Regions from separate parts of the Lactuca sativa genome. Here region 2 is linked to region 1. A link is a contact called in public Hi-C data. All regions are on one chromosome and are shown on one strand. The core of a region is the stretch at or near the end of the contact, and the rest is flanking DNA. Distances in the headings are between cores, read along the strand shown.

What was found. A called contact is a pair of places that touch in the nucleus more often than the background predicts.
Region 2: a Hi-C map of leaf shows a contact between it and region 1, with 7 times the contacts expected there. The contact joins the promoter of LOC111918385 here to the promoter of LOC111918384 in region 1. A contact is called at or near these places in 2 of 4 Hi-C or Micro-C datasets (leaf and seed).

Annotation. Positions count from the first base shown.
Region 1 is chr8:135,478,199-135,485,595 of Lsat_Salinas_v11, forward strand. LOC111918384 (profilin-1) reads left to right here and starts at 2,693. Exons shown (of 3, transcript XM_023914059.3): 1 at 2,693-2,933; 2 at 3,225-3,362; 3 at 3,458-3,755. The coding sequence starts at 2,811. The coding sequence ends at 3,592.
Region 2 is chr8:135,687,935-135,695,331 of Lsat_Salinas_v11, forward strand. LOC111918385 (protein OXIDATIVE STRESS 3) reads left to right here and starts at 4,045. Exons shown (of 2, transcript XM_023914060.3): 1 at 4,045-4,571; 2 at 4,727-5,346. The coding sequence starts at 4,321. The coding sequence ends at 4,991.

The DNA.
Region 1 (7,397 bases), core at 1,443-3,942:
AAAGACTTTTTATAATTTTAGCTATTAACAATTAAGTATTAACATATATTTTTTGAGTAAGTTACATGACTGGTCCTATGGTTTGGGGTAATCTAAACGTTTGATTCCTAATTTTTTTTTTTAACTCAGACGGCCCCTAAAACGTAATTTGGTTGCGTGTTTGGTCTCTGTCGGACCTAAAAAGACTGTATTATCTTTTTTTTTTTTTTAATTTGCTAATTATTTATTTATTAAAAACAAATGGTTCCTCATCTAACAATTTTTTTATTTATTATTATTATTATTATTATTATTATTATTATATAAAATAAACAATATATGAAATTTGCAAACCTAATTTTTCTCTCTCTACCCTAATATACCAGGTGACTCACCCATCACTATGTAACCACCATCACTCCACTCACGCCACCACCATCGTTCTGAAATGAAATTAAAACCAAATCAAAATTTGTAAACGAAATCTACAACCAAAACCAAATTCGAACCTGCAAATAAAAGCAAATCAAAATCTACAACAAAAAAACACATGAAATCCCACCGGAAACCAAAATCAAACCTAAAACTCTACTGTAAAGATTATAAGGTGTTCTTTTTTGGTTAGTTGAATTCGAATCTAGTGGAGAAGGAGGAGAGAAAATAATAATAAGAGAATACGATTTTCTATAGACGACTTAATTGAAGACAAACAACTTTCGACCAAGATTGTCCCCTTTCCTAATCTACCTTATTGTGTGTATTTCCGGTTAACCTAAGGTTAGCACAAACGAGTTGGATTTAAGTAAAACAAGGGATATATTAGACGTGGATACATGGAATTGAAACAAAAGCGGCAAGATTATGGCGTCTTCATTACTAGAGACTAGGGTCGGCAAGGTTGGGGAAGGAAGGTCGCTTCTGGTTCTTAAACGACCACCAGACTCTAGCTACCTCTCTTTCTTCTTATCGGTCTCATACACACCAACACCAAGCTCTGTGCGTTCTATTGGCGCGTGGATTACAGATCCGACAAGATTGGTTGCACCGATAGGTGGAAGAAATCGATGGATGACAAAAGTTAGAGAGAAATAAATTTCACTATGGTGGCCGACAACGATGATGAGAACATTAAGAGATGAGGACACAACAATGGAATTTGACGTTTTTATGGTTGGGTTTAGAAAGAGAGATATTAGGAGGTGAGGTAAGGGTGTAAAGTAGATCCTACTTTGATCATATTTTTAATAAAAAAAATAACAAATAAACAATAAAAAAAATAAAAAAATAAATTAAATAAGGATAATTTAGTCTTTTTATTTATGGAGGGATCCCAACGTCCAACAATAATACATACTAGGGATCATCCAAGTTTCAAAAAAATTAAAGCAAATCTCCAGAAAAGTCCTAAAATTTAATCATAATTTACGAAAAAATCCCAAATTAAATTTTGTTTACGAAAAAACATGAATTACCGGTAAAAATGACGATTTGACTATTTTTTCCGGTTTACCTGTTTTATTACTTACATGTTTCACTAAAGTCTCATTAGTTTACCATAATTTGCGAATAAGTCCCAAAATAAAATTTACTGATGTTTTGGCCATTTGCTCTATGTAACATATACATTTTACCGGTTTCATTGTTGACCCGGACACCTAGTCATTAAATGAGATGATGAGATGGAGATGTTGAGTTATATAATGCTATGTTTAACATAAAACTCGATATCATGATGTATTGTATATCTTTTTGGAACATAAAATGCATCCAACGAAGACTACAATAATTACATAAACTAATAACAATTGCGTTATTTTTTACGTTTATAAGAATATCAAATTGTCTATCTAATCTTATGTAACCTAATATATCCATCTCATCAGACATCAACTCATTTTTCTGCATTTTTTTCTTGAAAACACACATTTTATTGGTTTCATTGCTGACGTAGATACATAATCATAAATGAGCCGATGAGATGGATATCACATTTTACAGTAAATATGATATTATATAACCCATCATATTCATCTTATCAACTAACTTAATGACTAGGTGTCTAAGTCAGCAATGAAACCGATAAAATGTATGTTAAATGAAGAAAATGGCCAAATCATCAGTGAATTTTATTTTGGGACTTATTCGCAAATTAGGGTAAAATAATGAGACTTTAGTAAAACATGTAAGTAATAAAACCGGTAAATCGGAAAAAATGGGTCAAATCGCCATTTTTACCGTTAATTCATGCTTTTTCGTAATCAAATTTTACTTTGGGACTTTTCGTAAATTAGGGTAAAATTTTAGGATTTTTCTGGAGATTTCCCTTCTCCCAAAAATTAAAGACTAAATAGTAATGTTTTAAATAACGTAAGGCGTGACTTGGCAGCAATGTCATGCCTCAAGCTTTTCCGAGATTTAGCGAGTCACGTCGTTTGTAAGACGTGACTTAAGGCGGCAATTTTGTATATAATTAATATTTTTATATGTATTTTCAACTATTATTCTATTTTATACACTTATATGAGTTAAAACGACGTTTTAGTAAAATTTAACGGCAGGTACAAGCCTTGGAGCCATGACAAAATTTTTAGAACTTTAGCCTAATTTACTCTATTTTTTATATTGATAAAATTGAATTTTTTTTTTTAGAAAAAGATAAAATTGAATCAACTAATTATTTTAAAACAAAGATTACACACGCTTAAAATGAGAAATCATCGTGATAAGTGCGTTTCACATTTTCATCGTTTCCGGGCACTCTTTATCTCCTTCCACCCCCGATTGTCGTGGAGGTTTTGCACAATAGTCGAAGTAATAATCGGAATAACAAGATGTCGTGGCAAACTTATGTCGATGATCACTTGATGTGCGAGATCGAATGCAACCACCTCACCGCCGCCGCCATTATCGGCCTCGACGGTAGCATCTGGGCTCAGTCCTCCAACTTCCCTCAGGTTCACTTCCTCTCTCTTCCTCTAACCCACAATTTTCGCTTAATTCAATTCAGTTTTTAGTTCTCGACTAAGGTTCGGATCTGATTCAAATCGCTGCCCTCTGAATTCAGATTTATTGGCTAATTTCTAGTGAAATCCTTGTTTTCTAGTTGACTTTGATCATTTTGAGTTTCAATTATTAAGTTTTCAAGTTTTTTAAGCTGTTAGGATGTGAAATCTTCTAATTAACCTTCGATAAGTAAGGATGAATGACTGAATGAAAATCCATTTTTTTGGGTAATACTGTTGTAGGTCAAGCCAGAGGAAGTTACATGTATCATAAATGACTTCAATGAACCTGGATCACTTGCTCCTACTGGTTTATACCTTGGTGGGACCAAATATATGGTGATTCAAGGCGAAGCAGGATCTGTTATTCGAGGGAAAAAGGTTATAATTAAATCCCCCCTTTTTTTTGGCTTCATAATCGACTGTTTGAACTTGAAAATCAATATGATCTGTTTTTGCAACTATTATTGGTATAGGGATCAGGAGGCGTTACAATTAAGAAGACGGGAATGGCTTTGATCATTGGCTTATATAATGAACCAATGACACCAGGTCAGTGCAACATCATTGTTGAAAGGCTTGGCGATTATCTCATCGATCAAGGCTTTTAATTTGCTTTTTTGTTCTTCAAATTCTTTTTTATCTTTTCCCTTCATTTGTGTGGTTTTTGGTAAATTTATTTCTTTGAATATTGTTTGGGAATGGTGATACTTTGTGAATTCGTTTGTGTACAATTTGTTGTTCACTTGTATATCGTTTGATTCTTATTGACTAGTGAACTTTTTTTTTTCTTGTTTTGTGTTTCATATTTGTAAATAAGAATGTTTTATAAGCATCGGTTAAAATGAAACAACTAAAATTTAGTTTTATTATATTCATATTTACTATGCCATAATTCCATAAACCTCGTGTAACAGAGAAACATTCTGAACAATAAATTTGTTAAATTTATAGCACAAAGTATACGTCAAAAACTACATTTCTGAACAATAAATTTGTTAAATTTATTATGCACTATCTTTGATTGATTCTAAATACATTTGTTGTGTTCCTTATGACAAAACTATAGTTAAGTAGGACACATCAGTTCTTACAAAAGACATGAGTAAATTTGTTGTAATTTGTCAAATATACCACTTACGTACAAAACCTTTTATAAATAGCTTTAAGACCATACATAAGTATACAATACATAAATCTAGCAGTTACAAATAATATTTTAATAAAATGTCGAAAATCCTACGTAAATATAAATAGTCCAACATTTTCAGCATAAAAAATAGTTATTTAACTTTTTATTAATAATTTAATTCGAATTATTGAATTCGTGATAATATTTATAAACTCCCGTGATATGTGTCTTGCTCGTTGGACGACATTCTTATCCGCTTTCATTTCATTTTCACGAAAAGCGACATTTTGAGTGTCGCTTTCATTTCATTTTCACAAAAAGCGACATTTTCAAATTTCAATTCAAAGAAAAAACAATAGCCACTTAAGCATACCCACAACCACAACTTTTGACCTTCAATATTTACCGTCACAATAATAACCCATACATATTATTTAGGATATTGACTAAACTAATCAAAATTTTGGTGTTTTGCGAAATTATTATTTTGTTCGAATGAGGACCGATCAAAATATATAGTATATATTTTTTTCATTTGCATTGAAAAAAGTTTCAAAATATATTTTCTATTTATGTATGAAATGATTATTTCAAAATGTCAAATAACACTGTTTTTCAATCATGTTAATATCATAAAAGACTTTATATATTATGCTTTTTTTTTCGTATTAAACATTAACTTTGTTTTTTTTTATTTTAAAATAGACTATTTTTTCAGATTTTTCAATTTAACTATTTTAACAGTTTTTTTTTTATCAAAAACTTGTCAAATACGAAGGTTTTTTCAGAAAAAAAGTTGAACAAAATACAAGATATTTTTCAGAAATTAAATAAAATTACGATTTAATCTAGAAAAAACTCTATATAAAGTATTTTTATTAACATGATCATTTTCAATCAAATGTCCATTTTTAAGTCATTTATCGCATCTACTTTCCATTACAATTTTTTTTTTCGAATTTTGTTAGATTTTAGTTAAAAAAACATAATATTTTTTCAAAATTTTAGAATTATTCATTGGTTTCCCAACTTTTTCTTGAAATTAGGAATAATTTTTTGTCCACATTCCAGATTGCAATTGTAACACCCATAAAATTTGAGCCAAATTAAAACATTTTAATTCATTCAAAAATCATTAAGTTCATACATCTTGTTTTCAAAATAGTTTAAACATCAGAGTATCCCCCAGAACCATATCACAAAAATCATAAAACATGAGGAGCGGTACGATCACGCATTCGCCTTGCCACGATCTCCTGAAGTACCCGAAACAATACACAGAAATGTAAGCCCGGAAGCTTAGTGAGTTACCCCCAAAATACCAAACCACACATAAACATACTCATAACATATCACAAATAGAACAACCATGCACATCGGGTCTACCGTGTGACTGGTCCGCCCCCACCGGGCCTTCAGTCCACCTGGTCCACCCTCCGAGTCTAGCCATGTACATCGAGTCTACAGTGTGATTGGTCCGCCCTCACCGGGCCTTCAATCCACCTGGTCCACTCTCTGAGTCTACATTACAACTGGTCCGCCCACACCGGGCCTTCAGTCAGCATGGTCCACTCTCCGAGCCTCGGCACGTCTGGTCCTCCCTCTTAGGGCCTTCAGCCTATCCGGACCGCTCGTTAGGCCTTCAGAATATCCGGTCCGCCCTAAGTATGTTGGCCTACAACACAAAGCAGGACCCGTCTCAACCCAACCCCCGTCAAACAATCATGTGCACATAAAACAATTAATCACATAACAATCCTTAACCAGATAAACAGTCTAGAAGATCACATAGCATATCAACATCCTAACCAGGATTCCGACCTAACCGGTCACTAGCATAATATTACCTTATATACCGGGTACCAACCTTAACTAGGTCACTAACATAACACCATCCTAAATACCAGGATGCAGATCTAGCAAAACAATAACATAACAAACAATACCCGGATTTCCATCTGATAAAGGGCCAGCCTTGGTGCCATAGACCCTGTCGATATAGTGAGGATAACTCACCTACAATTGCCGACTGAAGAGATAAGACCAAACTGCTCTGACCACCGACACAAACTTCACCATAGAACACTACTAAAGAACCAATTCCATAAATACCAAAATTACCAAAATACCCTTGGAAGTCGAACTGGTCAACTCTTGGTCAAAGTCAAAGTCCTCAGTCAAAGTCAACCTTCCTGGTTGATTCTTCTCGCCGAGTCAACCCGTCGACTCGTCGAGCTCCTATACTCAGAAACTCCCATAACACGACTCAACTCGCCGAGTCGCCCTAAGACTCGTCGAGTCCAACGATCTCCGGGTCCCATCCTGCTCAACTCACAGAGTCGTCTCTCAACTCACCGATTCGAGGCTTAACCAGAAGAGGTTAGCGTTCCGCGACTAGACTCGACGAGTCCAAGAACAGACTTGCCGAGTCTAAGGCAATCTTCAACACTCGCCGAGTTGTTCTTCTAACCCGCCGAGTTCATGAACATGTTCATACAACTCATCGAGTACACCCATGTGACTCGCTGAGTCTCTCCGGTTCTCAATCCATACAGTGGCTTTTCGATCCATGCAGGGCCCCAATCCATAGATCCACTCTTCTACAGTCTAACCCTCACATAAAGTTGCAAACTTTACGTGAAACCAATGAGATATAGGCCCAAAACACACTAGGGCTAGGGTTAAGGACTAGGGGGCTTCACCAACAACTCATAGACAGGAGCTTCATGACATTCTAGGCCATCACAAGTCTAGATCTGGAGTAGCAACCTCAGATCTAAACTGCAAACCCGAAATAGATCTCAAACAAGCTAAGGAACTCCAAATCAACCACCAAGGATGAACCAAAAAGGAAATAGCTTAAGATAATGGTTCCTTACCTCTGAGATGTACCCAAACTGATGTAGATCCCAGATCTACACAAGCCCCTTGATGCTAGCCTCTAATTTCTCAAGCTCCTTCCACCAAATTCCTCTTCCAAGCTCCAATCTCTTCAATAATGAAGTCTCACACGAAAATTAGGGTTTCTAGATCTCAAAAGGGTAGCAAAGAGGCTGAGGGTGGGTTATAATGTGCTTTATATAGGGCACAACCCCCAGGATTAGGGTTTTCTCTCTTCAGCACCAACTCGTCGAGTCCAAGCCGCCGACTCGGCGAGTTGGCCACTTAACCCGCGACAGATTCCCGCTCCGACTCGGCAAGTAATCATGCCTACTCGCGGAGTCCTTTTCCTTAAATTACACTTTAAGTCCTTCAATAACACCTCTGGAATTTGGAGTGTTACA
Region 2 (7,397 bases), core at 2,795-5,294, 210 kb after region 1:
TGGAAATCATGTTTATTGCTAAACCTTTGAAAGCATTGATTTCTTCTGTCACAACTAAAGAAACACATTCACGCAAGAAATTATAGTAGAAACTTAATAATTTTGAATTTGATGAGACAGAAAAGAGGAGAGAAATTACGGTCAAAGATGAACAACAAAAGTAAGATTAATGAAAGCAGAGGAAATTAGTGGTCTTATGCACTGAACGTCGCTGCATCAACAAGGCATCAACACCAGCAAAGATCAGAGTAGTGGTCATGTTATAGAGGGAAGAGCGGTAAAGTGTGAGTGCGAGAACATGTTAAAAAATGGATGATGAGCACACAAAAATTGATAAAGAGTATGAGATATATTTGAATGAAGTATTTGAGTTGGTGAGGTGGTAGAAGGAAGAGAGGGCGATGACTAAGCATAACCAACCGGATATTAGGTTAAAATTATACAATCTAATAAGTAAGGGAGCAAAGCTGCCGAAGTCTGAAAAAACAGTGGCAAGAGTCTAAAGCCCACAAAATGTATTTCCTAACCTTTTATGAATATATATATATATATATATATATATATATATATATATATATATATATATATATAATGTTAATAATAATGCATAATTTTACTTAAATTTGCATTTTTAATGGACCCAAAAAATCTCAAAGGATAAGACTAAACATTTTATAAAAGCTTAAGAGTTTTTATAACATTAATTTAAAAAGTATAATAATTATTAGGTTAAACGGTATCATAAAGGGGACACCTGCGGTGTCCGACGTGGCCCTCTCTCACCGCCGGTGAACACCGCACCATGAAGGGGATTTCACCGCTGGTGGTCCTTTACCGATGGAAAATGTGTGATTTTTGTGGGGATTTTAAAAATGGAGCATTGCCAAACAGTCAGGCAACGCCTAGTTTGACATATTTCAAAAAAAAAATTAATCTACTATATATACAAATCAAATTTCCAAAAAATAACCACACTATACACTCTCAACAACATTTTTTTCTTTGAAAATGTCTTCTTCCAACAATCCAAACTCTACCGAACAAAATGCTCCAAACCAAAATTTTAACAACGCCTACGCATTTGTTGCCTACGATCCGTCATAATCACCACCTTACCAGCCACAAATGGATGATGTTCCTAGCTATTATTCACAATTCCAAATGCCCTAACAATTCCATTTCCAATCTCAACCTCAAACCCAATTTCCATCCCAACTGCCATTCACACCTTCAACGTAACACATAGAATAGCAGCAACAACCTCAACAACAAAAGAAATGGAAGGTTGATCCGAGAAGATGGACACAAAAAGAAGAAGTTGAGTTAGAAAGGGCATGGGTCGACATATCTGAAGATGGTGGCACAGGAAAGGGTCAAAATCGTGATCAGTTTTGGTTACGTATCACGGAGCGCTTTTGTAGGGAAAAGGGTCAAAATCCATATTATCGGACCTCCGACCAATGTAACTCCAAATGGAATCTTATGAACAAAGTCGTCATACATTGGAATCGAATTTACACAAACTTTGAGTAGCAATGGGCTAGCGGAGAAAATGACACAAGTTTGTTGAACAAAACACACACTACATTCCAAGATGATATGCAAAAGTCTTTTAAGTTTTTTCATGTGTGAGAAGTTGTCAAAAGAAGCATTAGGTGGAGGGAACTTGCAACACATGAAGAAATTGCAAATCCACTAAAAAGAAGTCGGACAACTTCATATTCGAGCTCGCAACAAGTTTCATTGGATGGTCACGTAGGCGTTAATCTTAATGATGATAACAACGACATTGAAGAAATACGCCCACCTCCTCGTCCAATGGGAAGGGACAAAACAAAAGATCGAGCAAAAGGAAAAGGGAAAACGATTTCTTCAAATTCTTTAGTCGGAACCAAGCGGTCAGCCAGATCGAAAGAAATGATAACACAAATGGCACAATTAAATTCAACTTTGGAGAGACATATGACTAAAACCGTCCGACTCACCGAGTATACGTTGTTAATGCAAGACATGAGACACCTCGACCCCGAAGATCAAGAAGCGACAAGAATTATGAAAGCATCGATTAGGGAAAAATATAATCTGAAACACAACTGAAAATTCGATGCTTCATTTTTTTTTTCTAGGTTTTTAAATTTTAACATCATGTTTTATTTTTATTTTTTAGGTTTTCAATGTAATTTTAATTTTCATGTTTTTTTTTAATTTTTAGGATTTTTAAATTGTAAATTTTAAGTTTATGTTATTTTAAATTTTGGTATGGTTTTAAAAAATTTAATATTTTTTTTAAAATGAAATTAAAAAGAAAACTCATAGGCATGACACTATAATTCGTAGGTAAAAAATGTGAAAATTATAAAAATCTAAATAACGCCTACGTGACGTCGTAAGAAAAACATAGCATCCTTTAGCCTTAGAGTGATTTTGTATTATTATAAATTTCATATAAGAATGATAAGATTAAAAGTACGATAATTATGGATCGAAACCTCAAGTCAAAAGTCATAGATGAGCCTTTGAACCAAGGTGACCAGGCAATTGCAACCATGTCAAATTCACAACCACATAAAACTAAGATGTATTAGCCAATTTATATCCATTAATTTATGTGGCTGAGATTGCTATGAGTATAATTTTAAATTGTTAAATAAAATGATTAAAAACACCATTTCATCATTTGGGATGGTAACAAAACAAATACAAAACAAAAGATCGTGTTAATGCGCTAGTGATGTATTTTGTATCCATTTTCACGTATTCTTTTGTTTTTTGTTCCCCTTCCAACTTTGGAATTGGATCTAATTTATGCCGATGACTTGATGGCATGTTCATTCCGGCACAATTGATGAGGAATAGAAAATTGTTGTCACAAAGTAATATGAAATTCAATGAATTTTTTACTAATTTTGCTTTATTTGATTGTTGTATAAACATTATATCGCACATAAATTGTTTGATAATTTATTGTGGTTTGGTATTATTAAAAAACATATTGAGTAAATTAAAGTGTTTAAAAATGATAAATTATATCATTTGGACAGCCAATGACGAACCCTCATATATGAAGCCCTATCACGTGATAGTAAATCTCAAAGCACTAACAATATTCAATATTTTAAATGTACCATGTATTTAACCTTAATAATTTTTGTGGTTCCAAACACTAGAAGTCTAGAAACTCATCATATGGACAAAAAAAATGTTTATTGTCTTAAGTAATCAGTGATAAATTATTTCTTTCTAACTTATTTAAACGTGATTATAACTTCTTTGAAAATGTTTATTATATGTGAAAACTAATTTACTATTTACTGATATTTTAACCCTAAAAATCATATAGATCATTGCCTTTGATCAACAATATACATACCAATTTATATTTATTCATGATCACCAATATACATATCAATTTACATTTTTAGCATTGTTTTTTTATGTCATTTTATTTATACAAACAAAATTTGTTGAACACTAAAATAAAATTTATTAATTTATTTTGTTTTGATACCATATATATATTAACTCAAACATATATATTTTTAAAACTCTTTTAATCCCATATAAACTACTAACCACACTTCAAAACATAAGGTGTTTTTAAAAGAATAAATCCCGAACACCCTCATAATGTAGTCATATATGTGTGGAAAGTGTAAAAACCAAAGACTTTGGGTGATGTAGTGGAAATTTGAGAAAAGGGAAAAAGTGAAGGAAAGTGTGGGGTGTAAAAGAGTGCATATGAAAGAGACCAAAGTGGCCATAAGTGGAAGGTTTGTTTGGTGACTAGATGTGGATGAATTCTTATCCTATTCCTAGTTCCTAGTACCATTTACAAAAAAATTTGAACCATACACGAAGTATGGGTGGCAACTCCAAGGATAAAACCAAGTAACATGGACCCATTCAACATTATCTACCACTTTTGCCCTTTCAGTATTTGAATCTCTATGTTATATTTTTAAAATCCACGTTTATTATGCATTCACATGTATATGTTATGGCTTGGTATACCTTATCCATACAAAAGGAAGTATAATCATAATTTTCAACTTAAAGTTTTTATATTTGAAATAGTTTCGGAATAACTTGTACATCATGTTATAAAAGCTATACAATTGTTATGATCTTGAAAAAGCGACATTCAAAAGAAAGGTTTATACTTTATAGTTTATACCTTATCTATGCCACGTATATCCTCTATATATATGTTCCCTCAAACACATGCCATTTTCAAGAATCTGTGCTTCATAGTTCATACTCTTTCTAACTTGTTTCCAAAAGGTTTCTTTCTTTTTTATCAAGATTTGATCATAGCACAAGATGGGTGAGATTGAGAAAAGTAAGATATGTCAAGATATGGGATTCAAAAAGAATGATGCTCAATGGGTTTTAATGGAAGCTAAAGATGATGTTTGCAAGTATGGCCTTATGGAATCGGATTCAGAGGATTTATCTTTCGAGTCATCTTCTTCATCGGAAATGATAGATGATGCATCTTCATCATCTTCGTCTTCATCTTCATGTGGTCCTTTGTTCGAACTATCTGAACTCATGGCACAACTACCTATTAAGTAAGTAACTCCAACCTTTTTTAAAATTTTATGACTTGGGTATCAAGAAAAGATCGTTCAAGTTCAACCTTTGGTGTTCTAAGGGGTGTATAGTACATCCCTCGATGTAAATGTTACAATATTAGATTGCTTATATGATCACTTGTATTATGTAGGAGGGGCATATCAAAGTTTTATCAAGGGAAGTCCGAATCATTTGCATCACTAACAAGTGTGCAAAGCATTGAAGATCTTGCAAAGAAAGGGAAGTATTGTTGTAGATCAAGAAGGTCAATGAAAACCTATGGAGGTGGTTTAGACGGTCAAAGTCAAAGATTAAGTCCAAAAGCCACCATAGCCAAGAACAAGAAGGGTTCTTCAACTGCTAGGACATCAATATTTTCTTCACTAGGAGAAATGAGTTCTTTATTGGCTAATTAACTTTAATACTTTTTAGCCTTTGGTACAAATTATGGCTACCCATCGGATCGAGGTTTTTTCAATCTTCCTTTTTGAGGATTGTTATTTAATCATTTGGGTATATTAGGGTTTCTTTTTTATATATTTTTGGTTCTTGTTTTATCAAAATTGTACCTGAATGTAGTTTTTTTAAACGGCAAGACAGTTGTTTGCAGATATCTCATGAAACTACACGTTTATGTAGTTGGGATATATGTTTTGTTACTTTTTATCGTGATAAACATATTTGAAGTCTTGTACATCTATGTATAGTGTATTGATACTGTTGTTTTAAATCATACGATAATTATATCTGGATAAGCTTAAGCTTTGTTTCTGTATGTTGTCAAATTACGAGATCGCTTTTTGTTTAGATAAATATCAAATAGTAGGATTTGAAATTAATGTCCTTAGATCGTCACGAATAACCTAGACAACGTAAACAAACCCAACCCGATGATGGAAGAGATTAGCAGTTGAGACCAAATAATAAAGAATGTGATATAGAAGAATTGTTTATTTTACAAAATCAATTCTAAAAAGTAAAAACTCTCTCCAAACCTTAATCATAGTTTGAAAATGATGAGGGGAAATTTTTACAGTATGTTTGTAGTAATAGCAGGTTTACTTTTTGAGATTTTTTTATGATTATGTTTGATAAATCGAAAATAACTTACAAACTCTTCTTTTAATAAAAGAAAAAAAAACTATTTATTAGTGTTTGATTAATGGGTTTTCATGTAATTTGATTAGAACTAGGAAAGAGTCATGGGTTAGAAAAAATCTAGAGTTTTGTCATTTCCATATAAAAGAAGTGATGATAGCAACCAAAAGCATGTGACAAAGAAGAATTCCAAGAGTGTAAACCAGGAAAACATTAAGAAAAATCAATGAAAAGGGTTAATTTTGTCAATGAATTCTTATGCGGCTGTATTTTTGACCTTGTAATTCCTCTTATCCTAATTCTAATTGCAGCTGAAGCAAAGGAACCAAAACCTTCCAAAATACAAGGGTAAGAATGTATGAAGTCTACATTTGAAATAATCATTAGTTTCTTGTGCATTGTCAACTTCTTGAAGTGGCTTTGTCTATATTTTAGAGATATGGTAAAAATATTTATGTTCCGTATTGTAGACTTGAAGCTCCACGATAGAATTCTATATCTGCTTCCTTCATTTTATTGTATTCTTCAAGGTCAACATCTATCTAGTATGTGTCATGCAACATTTTCTGAACAATTTTTGTTGTCGCAATGATCTGATAAACCTGTGAAAATGATAATTTATTTGTAGTTAGATTAGACCAAAAAACATGACAGTTAGATGTTTAGCTTTTGTTGTCAAAATGGCATGAAATAACATCAATATTAGAACTAAACCAAAAAGTGTTTTGTACAAATAAAGTCAATATTATAGCAAAATCAAAGCGTTTTGTAACATAGCTCACGATCTAAATGACATGCTATAAAACCAATTTTCTTGGAAAAAACCAACCCAAATAAGTAAACAAACTATTGATCACGTATTGCCTAAATATGTAGAAAAATGAAAGTTGGGTTTGTTGCCTAATTTGGTAAATATGGTAGAGTAAGTTCGGTCCTTTTAGCTTATTCCATGTTTTTGTTTAGCTGACATGGGTTGATGTAGGCTTGTTTACTCTAAAATTCTTGATTTGAGTACAAGTTGAGGCATGCTCAAATTGTTGACTCATTAACACCCTCACTGATGACTCATTCAATCAGGAAAGATCACGCTCATTTTCCTAGATTAGACATCCAAAGCTCTACACTAAACAAAGTGGGACAAGTACAATTGAAAAGAAAGCATGGCAGTAACCATGTATATGATGATATAAATCTCTGGGAACCGGTGAACCATTTTCCATTAAAATATGGTCATTTTGTTCCATTAAAATATACATAAAATTCAAAAAAAAAAAATTCACAAACACATTCAAAACATTCCATAATTCAATATCGAGAAACATAGGGGTAAAAAAGTAAATGTAGTTAGGACTTTTAATAGGTACAATGAATACCTCATTCATTTAAAATGGATAATCCAACAAATATAATCAACCAATGAATTAGGTAAACTAACCTGGAATTAATACCTTAATCGGATCAGGCATTTCATCGAACGCCTTATAGGCATGTTTCTCATCCAAAAGCAGTAACCTTGTTGAGCCTTTCCACTTCCCAAACCTGTACTCAACGTCTCCAACTAACCCATTCAAATCCTCCTGCCCACGTATTCCTAACAGACATAACTACAGGGAGTCTACAAAATGCAAGAACTCGTGAAGTTTCAGCCCCAAGGGCACTTAAGGCTCCTGAAATAGCGAAATGGAACAATCACAACAAAAACAAATGTCATCTGATGGTTTTGG